2 separate regions of the Arachis hypogaea genome follow, and region 1 is linked to region 2. The links are chromatin contacts, called in public Hi-C maps. All regions are on one chromosome and are shown on one strand. The core of a region is the stretch at or near the end of the contact, and the rest is flanking DNA. Distances in the headings are between cores, read along the strand shown. Region 1 overlaps LOC112754582. Region 2 holds the start of LOC112757306 (oil body-associated protein 2A-like).

The links. Hi-C and Micro-C count contacts between places; a contact is called where the count stands out from the background.
Region 1: a contact with region 2 is called in a Hi-C map of leaf, with 1.8 times the contacts expected there. The contact joins the enhancer-like site here to the promoter of LOC112757306 in region 2. A contact is called at or near these places in 2 of 8 Hi-C or Micro-C datasets (leaf and an unstated tissue).

Annotation. Positions count from the first base shown.
Region 1 is chr16:104,091,307-104,097,958 of arahy.Tifrunner.gnm2.J5K5, forward strand. It overlaps LOC112754582, which reads right to left. Exons shown (of 13, transcript XR_011874392.1): 12 at 4,200-4,297; 13 at 2,679-3,044. Among protein-coding and RNA genes, the nearest start is that of LOC112754582, 12 kb to the right of the region's middle. Within about 2 kb of position 2,660, at least 3 of the 3 cell types and tissues checked have open chromatin away from gene starts, as enhancers often do.
Region 2 is chr16:104,007,738-104,014,892 of arahy.Tifrunner.gnm2.J5K5, forward strand. LOC112757306 (oil body-associated protein 2A-like) reads left to right here and starts at 2,988. Exons shown (of 3, transcript XM_025805899.1): 1 at 2,988-3,165; 2 at 3,259-3,341. The coding sequence starts at 2,988.

The sequences.
Region 1 (6,652 bases), core at 1,410-3,909, 83 kb after region 2:
CAATGTTTGACAGATTCATACATGTCTTGCCTCCTTAAAAAATCTTTTACCTTGTAAAGAAAAATGAGTAAATGGTTAAATTAATTTTTAAAAGATTACTCATTTTTAAATTAATTTTTGAAAATTTTTTTTAATTAAATTTGTCCTTCAAAAATTTGAAATTAGTCATTTTAGTTCTTCCGTCACTTTCATTGCTAACGACGTTAAAATTTATTGATGTGACACGTTAAGTGACACCACAATACACACTTAGTAGTCCTAATTGGCGGCTAACATGATAAGTTTATGAAATTAGATCAAATTCGTTACTTCCATTGCTAACGACGTCAAAATTTGTTGATGTGACATGTTAAGTGACAGCACAACACACACCTAGTAATCCTAATTGGTGACTAACATGATAAATTTATAAAATTAGATCAAATCAACCCTAAATTGTAGGATTCCAATGTCTCAAGTTCTTCCCTCAATTAGGTTTTGATTTGATCTAATTTTATAAACTTATGCTAATAGTCAATTAAGACTCTTGTGTGTTATAGTATCACTTAACATGTAACATTAACAAATTTTGATATCATCAACAAAGAAAATGGCAGAATGACTAATGCGATTAATTTAAAATCTTTGAAGAACGAATTTGATTAAAAAAAATTTGGGAAATTAATTTGAAGAACGAGTGATCTTTCAAGAACAAATTTGACAATTTACTCAAAAAAATTCATTGGAAAAAACTGAAGAACAAAGATAAATAAATAAATAAAGATTACTCCTTATACACTTTAAGGACAGAGAAATTTAAAACCCACATTAAGTAAATCTTGTTATTCCTTTTGCCTTAAGTCTTCTGTTGCTCGGAATCTTTATCTCTAAACTCATGATAAACGTTAGGTGAATACTATGGTGTTTAAAAAGTAGTGCTTATTTATTAAAAAGAGTTAAAAAATAATATTTAATTTAAAAGATATAATAATAAATAATTTTTAAAAAATCAAAACTTACTACAAAAAGTAAGTTAGGCAAAATTTAGGCAAAATTTAGACACCAACTTATAGACACCATAGAATTGGCCTAAACGTTAATATCAAACTCTATTGATTTGTCAGTTACTCACAAAGTTAACTAGTATGGAGTGGAACCATCCAGTCATCCACCAAACTTACTGTATTCTCACTCTGATCTTAATAACATCCACATCATGATAGTAATGTGCTAAAAAGTAGTGGTTAGATAACATTGGCTGGAAAGTGGAAATCACGTAGTATTAGTTCCATGCCATTACTACCGATCAAAATTCAAATCAATGTGTTTAACAGGCTGTGCTACCCTAGAACCCTAGAACCTACCTAAGTTATGGAATCATGCAAGTTAGTTACATAAAGCTAATGGAATACAGAAATAAAGGAAGCTCTTTCAATTCGTTAACATAATGACAGGGTTGTTATTTAGTCATGGACGATCATATAACACTAACAGGAATATGATGGGTTTTTGCAACATGCAAAATTACAATATGACATGTGATATTGTTAAGGCAAATTCTATGGTGCCTATAACTTTGGTACTGAAATTGTCGAACTTATCATGTATGGTAAGTTTTAAATATTAAAAAATTATTTATTTTTATATTTTTTAATTTAAATATTAATTTTTATCTTCTTTTAGTAAGTTAGGCAAATATAGATATACACCATAGAATGTACCTATTGTTAAAACTACTCTATTGATTCTGTCATTACTCATTATATATAGTCTCACATTTCTGCCTTCTTCGTTGTAGCAGTAATTTTCATAAATAAATGTTTAAGGGCTGGTAATGGATAGAATAGGATGGGGTTTGGACTCTACCCTAACTCTACTCGCGGGTTGAGAATTTTTTAACCCTAACCCTACTCGCACCCTAAAGTTCTAAACCCTATCTTACCCATAGAAAAATAAAAAAATTTCAAGCAAATATAAAATTCAACCATTTCAAATTTTATACGTATTAATAAAATAAAAAATAAAAAATTAAATTCAAATTAAAATTAAAAATAATAAAATTTTTAAAAAATCTAACATAAAATTACAAATAATATGATTATCAACTAATTTAATGGTTATTTCAAGTTTTTATAAGAGAAAGATTGTATGTTCAACACTCACTTTTTTTTACTACATACATAACTTTTACATATATATTATATAATATATTAGGAATATACGAGTAAGGTAAGATAAGGTATACCCTAAACTCGTACCGTACCCTACCTACAAGTAAACCCGCACCGCACCGTACCCTACCTGAACGAGTTAGTCCGAATTGGGTACCTCGGATAGGGTATAAATTACCAGCCCTACATTTTTCTTTAGGTGGAACCTTTAATAATTTATTATATTTTATTTTTTGTGTCATTAAAATTCATTATTTTGGACAACAGGAAAAATCCTATCATGGAATGAAGTCTCCCTGGTGCTGCAAGTTTGCTGGTCTACATATGATTTTTCTGAAAGGCCAAAAGTTACATGGGCCGAGTTGGGCCTTTCTCAGACCAGCCCAACAGAACATTACACTGAAATTGTCTTCTCTTTTTTTTTTTTGGCGGCCGTTGATAGTCTGAACTCAGAAGTCTGCTCTTTTGGTCCTTCTCTATAACTAGTGGTTTTGAAATGGGTATTCGGAAGATAAAAATGATATGGAATTAACCTGAACCCTAAACCCTATAGTAATCATTAATCAATCTCCGTATAGGTGGATACCCGTTGATTCAATCAAACAATAATTAAGCCCCCACACACAACAGGGACATTGACTGAGCTTTCTTCAGTCAACATTCAAATTTATTCAGTTGTTCATTCCTTTCTGTATAGCCAACTTGAGAAATGAGAAGTGAGAACACACATAACATAAAGGAAAGAGCTTATTGCATAGTTAAAGAGGTCTGATTCTTTATTAGGTTCGCGACATGCTGAGCCACCCACAATGAGCCAGCCTCAGTGCAGGAGAATCCATGAGTATGGTTCTCTCGTTCAACAGCTACTGTAATACCTGGAACCTGCTTTGATATCTGCAACCGCAATAACACTGATCATGAGACAACACTTCCTTGTTATGAAAAATATTCTTGTGTAACTTGTGCACAAGAATCTGATTGGTAGAGGTTATCACTTTTATCTTTTGAATTGAATTCTTCACCGTTGTTTCAGTTAAGCATAAATATGATTGGTGAAAATAGTTCGTGCAATATTGGATCGTTCCATATAGCATCTCTCTATGATCATTTAACATTCTTGTGAAAGAACTATTTTCCATAATCTAATGTTCACATGGTATATTATATTTTAGTACTTGAATTAAAAAAGCAGCATTAAGAATCATTACTGCAATAATTACTTAAAAGCATAAAAGAGAAGATTAATTTGTTGCAAAAACTTCTCTTCCTGTAACAAGTATATGAAATACCATTAGAATGGTGCCAACTTCTCTCTTGAAAGGGAATTGAAATTCGAAATTGAAATGGAAGACCCCCTAATCACCAATTCATAATTTTCTGTATTTCAGTTTGGAACTCAAAAACTACAGTTCAGAAAAGGCTCTGAAAGAAAAGCTATTTCCCAAACCATGGTCTGTAGATCTTTGAAAGGAAATCGAAAGGCCTTGTAGTCAACTTTTGTGACAGCTTCTTGTTGGCTTTTTAGTTTCTTCTGTGCTAATAGCACTCTCTATTGATAACTTTTTAAGAAAATAAAATAAAATTTAAGCTAAAGACAGTTCCATCCTCCAAAACAACAAAGAGAATGGGGGGAAGAGAGCAAGTGAACCTAAAAAGCCATGCCATGCTCAATTCCAAGGGTTATCTGTTTTACTTTGTTATCTGTTTATCACAGTAATTTTGTTTAGAAAAAGACTAAATCATTCAAAATGAAATTAAGGACTGTGAAAAGTAAGTAATTAAGTATCATGTTTTATGGTAAATCATAAAAGTTTTCTTTGGGGGAGAAAAGGATCTTCTATTTCCATAGCCAGGGCCAAACATCAACCTTGGCTAAGGCTAATAGTTATATCACTGATCGTCCATCGACTACTGATTGGGGATTTTTGCATTTGAACCAATGCAATTATCATGAGTAAGACATCAACTAGATGAACTGACCACATGTCTAGGAACAGTTCAATGCAATTCACTTTCATTTGATAGTTTGATATGTTTTCTACAAGTTACCTCTTCAAGAACATGAAGTGGACCCCAGTGATCATCATCGCCAAATAAAAATGAAATTTGAGCCTTCCTTTCCCTTATAAATGTCCAATCCGGTCCTTCTGCAAACTAACATATAATGAGCCGGTAAGAATGGTTGTAAATTTAGTCTCAACCTAGTGTAATGCAAGAGAGTCTAGAATGTTATCGAGTGTTCCAAGTGTGTGCTTCATATCCGATCCTCCCAAACTCCTATTGGCTGTAACCCAAACATGAAGAAAAATTGTTCAGAGTTAAGAACCTCCTTGCACACTTCAATGATGAAGTTCGAGTGCATCAATGACTTTGAATATTGAGAATTTAGGGACTCCCCCCACCCCCTTTAGGTATTCTGAACAAATAAGGACTCCCTCCTAGTCAGTCTTCTTTTATTTAGATTGTCTTCAACTTTTCATGTATCAATAATTGCTTCCTTTTTTTTTTGTTTTCCGATAAATTTCTAATTGAAATTAAAATTTGAAAGTGAGAATGCAAATCAAATCAAATTTGTTTTCTAATTAAAATTTCTAATCTCTCTCTCTCTCTCTTATATATTGTTAGAAACAAGAGACTAAACTGGAGGAAGGATTTGTGTATTATTGAGTATAATTAAGTTGTCTATTTAAGTTGTTTGAAGTGATACAATATAGAAGGGTATTTATAGGGACTAAGAGAATCGTAATAATAAAGAAGTAATATTCTATAATAAATATTCAGATATACTAAATAATTCTAAGGGTTAAGTACTGAAATCGTCCCTAAGGTAAGGGGCGAAAATCAAAATCGTCCCCGACCTTTTTTTGTTATTAAAATCATCCTCAACGTTACAAAACGTTATAAAATCGTCCTTTTTACCAATTTTATTTTTTTTATTACCAAACTACCCCTCATTAAAAAAATTATAAAATAAAATAAATATAATTATAAAATAAAATAAATTAAAAAGAAAGGAAAGAGAAAAATGGCTTCAGGAAACAAAAAGAAAGAAAGAACGAAACGGTGAGAGGGCTTGAGGGAGAGAGTGACTGACGGAGAGCTGAGAAGGGAAGAAAGGGAGGTCGTGTCCAGCGCCGCCGCCGCCGTGCCCAGATGCCTTGCTTGTCATCGTCGCCATCAAAGGGAAGAGGGAGAGAGAGTGCCGTCGCCAATCAGAGTTGAGCCGAGAAGAGAGACAGCGCGAGAGAGGGAGTGAGCCACCGAGGGGAGCGTCACCACCGCCAGGGCCGCCGTTGAGGGGGGCTGGGGGGAGGAGGAGGGAAGGGAAGCCGCACCGCCGCCCCGTCGCACCGCCGCCCCGTCGCACCGCCGCACCGCCGCTCCGTCGCACCGCCGCACCGCCGCACCGCCGTTCTTCTTCTTCTTCTTCTTCTTCTTATTCTTTAAATTGGATTTTTGTTGTAGAATTTCTGAATTTTTAGTGAAATTTTTGAGTTTTAATTGTTACTGCAATTTTGAGTTCTTGTTCCCAATTTTGCGTTGTTCTCTTTCTCTCTTGTTTTTTTTTTTTTTTTTGAAGAACATATGAGTTCTTTTTTAAATTTTTTAATTTATGTTGTTGTCAATTTTGGATCTGAAATTATAGTTGATGATTGCTGAATTGTTTAATTTAAAATTTTTGTTGATTTGTTTTTGATTGTTACTGTTGGTGTTGCTGGATTGTTGGTGGTGATGGTGTAGCGATGGATTTTTGTTGATTTGTTTTTGATTGTTGCTGTTGGTGTTGCTGGATTGTTGGTGTTGATTTGTTTTTGATTGTTGCTGTTGGTGTTGCTGGATTGTTGGTGGTGATGGTGTAGCGATGGATTTTTTTTGATTTGTTTTTTATTGTTGCTGTTGGTGTTGCTAGATTGTTGGTATTGATTTGTTTTTGATTGTTGCTGGATTGTTGGTGGTGATGGTGCAGCGATGGTGATGTAGATGGTGATGGTGATGGTGATGATAATGCAGAGGATAGTGGTGAAGGTGGAGAGACTTTTTAATTTTTGTTTAAGGGTAAAATTGTCCGAAAAATTTTATTTATGGACAAAAGGACGATTTTATAATGTTTTATAACGTTGGGGATGATTTTAATAACAAAAAAAGGTCGGGGACGATTTTGATTTTCACCCCAGACCTTAGGGACGATTTCAGTACTTAACCCTAATTCTAACTAATCCTAATTGATCCTAATTATATTCTAACATCCCCCTCAAACTCAAGTGACAACTTGAGTTTGAAACTTATTTAAAACAACGAAATAAAGAGGGAAAAAAATGCATAAACTGATAAAACGGATGCAGACGGGACTGCCGGAAGGAAGCGCAGATGGAACTGCCGCTTGTCTGAAGGAAGCGCAGACGGAACTGCTGCTTGTTTGAAAGAAGCGCAGCCGGAACTGCCGTTTGTCTGAAGGAAGCGCAGACGGAACTGCCGCTATCTGAAGGAAGTGCAGACGGAAC
Region 2 (7,155 bases), core at 1,738-4,237:
TTTTCAAAATCTTGAAGGAGCCAATGCCACTATTTGTGTAACACCCTAATATTCATATCCTTATACTCGAGTGATAAGTCAATGATAATAAGGTGGTACAACTCTCAGGGTGGATTATAATACATAAACATATATATAAGTTGAAAGGAGGTATTAAACGAGAAGCCTGAAAAATGAGTAAGGTACAAATAACAAGGAAAAATAGAAAAAAAAGACAAGGTGTATAATATATATATATATATAAGCACAATAGCCACTAGTCGCAACCTGCGAAGTTTAGGTCGACTAGGGTACAGAAATAAAATCAGTTTGACAACAATATTTCCTATCTCTCCCAAAATATACATCAAAGACTCTATAGACAAGTTTTCAAAATGATAAATACATACATATAAGTAAGTTTTTTAAGATAAATACGGAGAGATTCTAAGCAAAGTAAAACAGGAGTCCAATGATCTTTGCCATCTTTTATATGAATCACAACTCACTGCTGATAAAAGTACGGTAAAAGTGCCAAATAAATACAATGCACTATAATAGAAACTCACCAAGCATCCTAAGCCTCCTTTCATCAACTATTTATCCTAGGTTCTCACTAATCCATAAATAGACCACTATTATAAGGGAATACTAAATCTAATTCATCTTTCTCATCTTTTCCAACTCTCCAACATAACAGAACCAGAATCATGAATAGAACCATCACTAGCTACTTTGTCTCAGTAATTCTGTATCAATACCTCATATCTTCACCTGGAACAAGTGAAATCACTTCACTACGTCTACCTAGGTAGCTAAAATCATCTCATTTAATATTCATCATTATTAATCAATCATTTCATCATTTCATTTCAACAAGAGCATCCCTCAGCGTCAACCGACACCAGCATGAGGGACCTCTCAGTTGTACAAACACAAGCAACACAAACAAGTAATACACAAGTAGATTCAAGTAAGGCAAATAGCATATAATCACATAGTATGGCATATTCAATTAGGCAAACCAAATACAAATAAGCAAACCCAAACAAATCAAACATATGCAAATGACGTATGGCTGTCCTATGGCTGATGATATCATCTGTTGGTTACATAGCCAACCCGACATGTCACTACAAAAAATGAGGTTTAAAATGACATTTATATTACGGCTAGTATTCAAGTATTATGGCATTTTATGATGCTGCCATAATTAATTTGAATAAAATGGCAATTTTCGGTAACTTTGGCAGTTAAAACCGCCATTATCAGAGCACATTATGAAAAAAAAGCCCAAACAAAGGAAAACCCAAAAGCAAGGAAAATCCAAATATCTTAAATTGAATGTGTTCCCCCAACAAGGAAAACCCTAACACGCATTGTCACCACCGTCAAATCCAAAAACGACAATCTGTGCTCTGCTCCGGCAACGTTCTGCACCAGCGACTGTTCTGGCAACGATCTGCTCCGGTAACGATCTGCTCCAGCGAATGATCCGGCGATGATCTGCTCCAGCAAAAGCTCCGGCGACAATTTTCTCGGCGTTCTCCTCCGACGAGATTGTGTGCTGTGAACTGAAACGTTGTCTCCAGCGACGATCTCCTCTAGCGGCGCGTTCTCCTCCTTCAGTGAGCTTCTATGATTTGGATTTGATATGAAGATTGCCGCTCATCTCATCGCTGTCATTCATCTCTGCGCCATCGCAAGCAACACCGTTTTCAATCTGGCTCATCTCCTTGCCGTGGCAAGCAACGCCGTTGTTGCTGCCTTCAGCAAGCTTCTACAGTTTGGTTTCGCGATCTCTATCACTTCTAATAGGTAACTCTTCGTTTTTTTTAGATCTACTTCATGCTCTAGTAGGAAAAAATAAAGAATGCTGGTTCTGTTTTTATTATTGTGTTTTTAACTTTCATTGATCTTTTGTGAAGTTGTTGTTGTTAGCTTGTTACTGTTGCCTTTTCTGTTGTGTTGTTATTTTTTTGCTTCTTATTTTATTTAGTTTGAGACCTAATATGTTCTATTGAACTGATTAATCTGCATCATTTGTCCGAAATTAGTACAAAACATGGCGTGTGTGTATTTTCTGATGTAAGTGCTTGAATGATGGTTAAATGCAATAATGAAGAGACACAAAGCACTGCTAATCTATTCCATGAATGTTGTGTTAATGTTTGAATAATAAGTGTGTATTTTGACTTTCAATTTTTTATTTTCTTGCTAATTCAGAGGTATATAAAAGATCATAAAGGTGTTTGAACAATTTTTCTTCTGGATTGGAGGCTTTTGTCCCTCAAAAATTCTAAAGGTGATGCTTACTATCTAATTAAATAAAAGATGTTGAGAAAGCTTCCTCAATGTGAATGAGAGCACCAGTTTTGCATGTAAATGGTGATATGATGCATTATTAATAATTAAAAAAAAACCATTTTGATTGCAGATTTTGGTCCCTAGGATTGAAACCATGACAGAGCAACAAAGGTCAGACATAAGCAACCTTGGAAAATCTTGTCAGCAAGCAGAAGATGCTCTTTTCACAAGGCATGGACAAATTTCAACAAATGGTTTTAGAATCTGTAGTCGTAGGACAACTTGAAAAACAAACTAACACTCCAAAAATGTCTACTGCAATGGAGAGATTGGCAGGTCTAATGAGCTTTGTGAACCAAGTAAGAAATTTACTTCACTTTCTTGAATGAAAAGCCGTTAGTTATATTCAATTTAACTTTCACCGGTTTATTATTTTACCGCTGTGTCAGTTACAGCAATGATTGAACACAATTCTGCAATAAAGAATAACCCAATTTGTTTTAGAAGTGATGAAACTAGGAAACAGTATAGTGTTGTTCCAACCCATGTTACTTAAAGGAAAAGAAAACAAACAAAAGAAGGAAATAAAACATCTTCATTCACTAACTTGAAGATTGAGAACTAGAAAATTGAAGGAAACTTTACTATGTTTGAAACTTGACAAGATTGTCATTTATATGCTCATACCTTACAAGGGCGCCATGATGCTTCAGTCCCTCAAACCCGTGAAGCAGTTCAACCACCACATTTGCTCCTTCGCCATCTACAGCCACGACATGTCTCGCCAGATCGAGACTCACCACTACTGCTCCCGCCTCAACCAAGACTTTCTCCAGTGCGTTGTCTACGACTCTGACGACGCCAACGCCTGCCTCCTCGGTCTAATTACTCCCTCACTTCCCATGCATCATGCATGCATGTTTCTTCTTGTTATTTAAACTAACTTGCTCACTCTATATGAATGCGTGCCAGGTGTGGAGTACATCATTTCTGATAGGATCTTTGAAGATCTGCCTGATGAGGAGAAGAAGCTTTGGCACTCTCATGCTTATGAGGTTTTTCACTTTCATTCTCTATTTTTATTTTGTTTCCCTGTGTCATAAATATTTTATCTTAGACTAGTTGCATTGTTATTAAATTTGTACCTATTTATATATTTGTTCATAGTTTTCTAACCTTATTAGTTTCAACTTTTTTTAGTTTTTACTTGATTCTACTGTTTAGTGTTTTATGTTTTATGACTTCAAGAGAAATTAGATTGGTCAGTTTAATAGGAATTTTCTCAGTAAGCATTCTAGATACATTGGAGAATCTTTCACAACTATCCTTACTTGATGGAAATGATTTATCTGGTTCTATACCAGAAACATTAGGACTAGTTCAGACACTTGAGATTCTGTAAGTAATTACCTCATATTTCAGTTTTTTAATAAATTTTCTTGACTCTTTCTACCAATCTAATTTTATTTTTTTTCTTTATATTATTTGACTAGTTATATATTGTTTCTAATGACATCTTTTCATTGTTATAATTTCAATTTATAACAGCCGGCTTGATAGAAATTCCCTGACAGGAGAGGTTCCTACAAATCTTTGTAAGAGATGAGTTTGGATAATGAAGTTGGAGTGTTGGAGCAAGAAACAAAGATGTTGGAGCAAGTTCCCAGGATGAAACTCACACAAGAGACCAAGAAACTAAGGCAGGCTTGTTTTAAAGTTAATTAGAAAAGGAGAAAACTTTTGGTCTCCAAATCTTATTCATCATCACTTAGCTAAGCTACTTGTCTTGTATATTCATATTATAAGTAGTAAATACATCACTTATTAGATGGTTTAAATACATTATTAGATATTAACATAGTTTAGGAAACTGCATGGTAGATTTGACTGATTAGTGTTTATTGCAATGCTTGTATTTTGGTAAGTTTAGTAAGACAAGGTTTTGTATAAGAGTTATTACTTTTGATTTTCAATAATAAAAAATTATATATTATATTAATATTTTGTATACGAGTTATATAATATTTCATTTATGGATTATGATTTTTTGCTATTGTGAAATTTTAATCACAATTATTTATTTAACGCAATAAAAATGACAGTAAAAATTATTTTTTTAAACGATAAAAAATGTCACTGTCAGGGTAAAACGGCAGTTCAAAAATGCCTTTTTAACTAATAAAAACGCTACTGTCAGGGTAAAAATGGTGGTTCAAAAATACCGTTTTAACCAATCAAAACGCCACTCTGTCAAGGTAATAATGGCGGTTCAAACTGCCGTTTTAACCTATCCAAAAATCGCCATGTTAACGCTGGAAATAACAGCGGTTTGAACTGCCATTTTAACCAACCAAAACGCCACTCTGTCAGGGTAATAATGGCGGTTCAAACTGCCGTTTTAACCTATCCAAAAATCGTCATTTTAACCCTGGAAATAACGGCGGTTTGAATCGCCATTTTAACCTATTCAAAAACCGTTGTTTTAACCCAGGAAATTGTGGCAGTTTTCAGAAAACCTCCGTAATAACGAAAATGGCACCCAGAATTACGTCACTGTACGAAACCGCCATTCTTAGTAATAATGGCAGTTCAAACCACCGTAAATACCAAAAAAAATCGTCGTTTTTACCAGAAATTTTTGTAGTGTGTCCTGTTAGCGAACCATTGGACAGTCCCTGCGAGTGCGCATCCCCAAGCTCAAAATCATAATCATTCAAAATAAAAATATCCATGGGAGAGAGCTCATCCGGAAAGGTCTAAGTGTCTGGCCACTCTTACGATGCAGGGTCAACAGAATTTCGGATCTCAACCTGGAGCAAGTGGAGCCGACCCACTGCATCTACCTAAGAAAATCCAAAATTCAGATAACTTCTCAAATCTCAAATCATTCTTGACTGGGAGCAAGTGGGGGCTAACCACTGCATCTACCCCAAGAGACTCAAACCAAACTCGGAGCAAGTGGATCAATGCCACTGCATCTACCCAAGCAGGTGTATCACAATCAGGATCATATTCAATATCAATCTCATAATCATTATCATTCTCATTATTAATCTCGTAATCATCACCATTCTCTTTATCAATCTCATAATCATCATCATTTTCATTAAGAATCTCATCATCATCATCATTCTCATTAATAATATCATAATCATCATCATTCTCACTTAACATCTTGTTCATTTCTCTCAATTTTACTAACTCAATTCGTTTGGCTTTATCCTTAACTCTTCCATTCTCAATTCTACCGGCTCTAGACTCGTATCAAAGTTTATAAAGGTTTAGAGACCAAAAGAATAGTTGAAAGCCATAAAAATATATTTTTCCAAATTCTAGGAGGTGTGCGCATGCATACATGTGGTGTGCGTACGCAGAGGCTAAAAACTTGGGATCCGCGTACGCATGCAAAGCTCCGCGTACGCATGAGTTAAAAATTTAGTTAGTCACGTATGCATGTCAAAGGCCACGTACACATTCATATAAAAAAAACTGAAAATCTGATGTTGCAAAAATCAGCTTTTCAGTCCAATTTTCAAAACCTCATAACTTTTTCCACAAAATTCCTTATTCAACCATTCTTGAACCGTTGGAAATATCGATAAATGAATTTTCATAAAAATATAATCTTGAAAGTTTTTCAACTCCGAGAATTGAGTTGCGGCCCACCGAAGTTGGCCAAAAATCTATTTTTACAAAAAATACACATTTACCAATTTTCCAATGATTCACTAGCCTCAATCATTTTCGACTAACAAAATGAACCCAAACCAACTGCAGTTACATATTCACACACAACCAAATTCAAACCTACTCCATCTACACATTCCAACTCAAATACATCCAGGGACGGACCTACATAGGGCAGGAGGGGGTTCACTCTCATGTTAATTTTTTAAAATATATATATATATATATATATATATATATATATATATATATATATGTAATATGTTTTTATTTTAAATTTTAAATGACCTCATTACAAATAAATAAACCCAATTATTTAAAGTCCCAAACTCATTTTATATTTTTATTATTTTGACTATTAGTTAACCTAATCAAATTTAATCTTCTCCCATTCTCAAATCCTAGCCATCACCACTTCTTTATTCTCTTAAACCCTTTTCTCAGTTTTATATTTTCAACCTTTTTTTCTATTCTTTGTTTAGTGGTTATCTTCTTTTCATCAAAAGGTAAATTTTAAATCCTCTATTTTTTTATATACCTCTTTACGACTCTATGTATCTTTTAATTTCATTGTTTCTCTTTTTGATATTTTCAATTACAAATTTTAATTCAAGCAATTATAGTTTAGGTATTAATCTAATTTTTTATTCTCTTCATAAATTTATATATTTTATTTTATTCTCAATTTAGTGACCCTTATTATTTATTTGTTTATCTTTCGTTCTATTTTATTATATGTAATTATATTGCATATAAATTTCTAAAGTCAATTGATCAATTCATTAATTTAGAATATATTTTTTTGTTTTTAAAAATAGTAATAAAAAAATTTTTAAAATAGTAATGATTGTTTGGTTACATATATAGAGACATTCAATCAAGTTGATAATGAAATAATTATTTAACATTTTCAAAATATGAAAACAAGAAGACAAGTACCTTCAAGATTTGAAGAAAAAAAATTAGCAGCTAATGTAATTTTTTACTTTTTTTGTATTTGAATAATTAATGTGTGCTTTTATTTTATTAAATTTGAATTAATATATCTTTTGATAATAATATGCATTATTTTTGCTCCCTCAACATAAATTTTCTGGGTCCGTCACTGAATACATCCATTCCACATTTCAAAAATCTCATTTTTCACTATTTCATCAATCAATCAAATTCTCATACATTCCG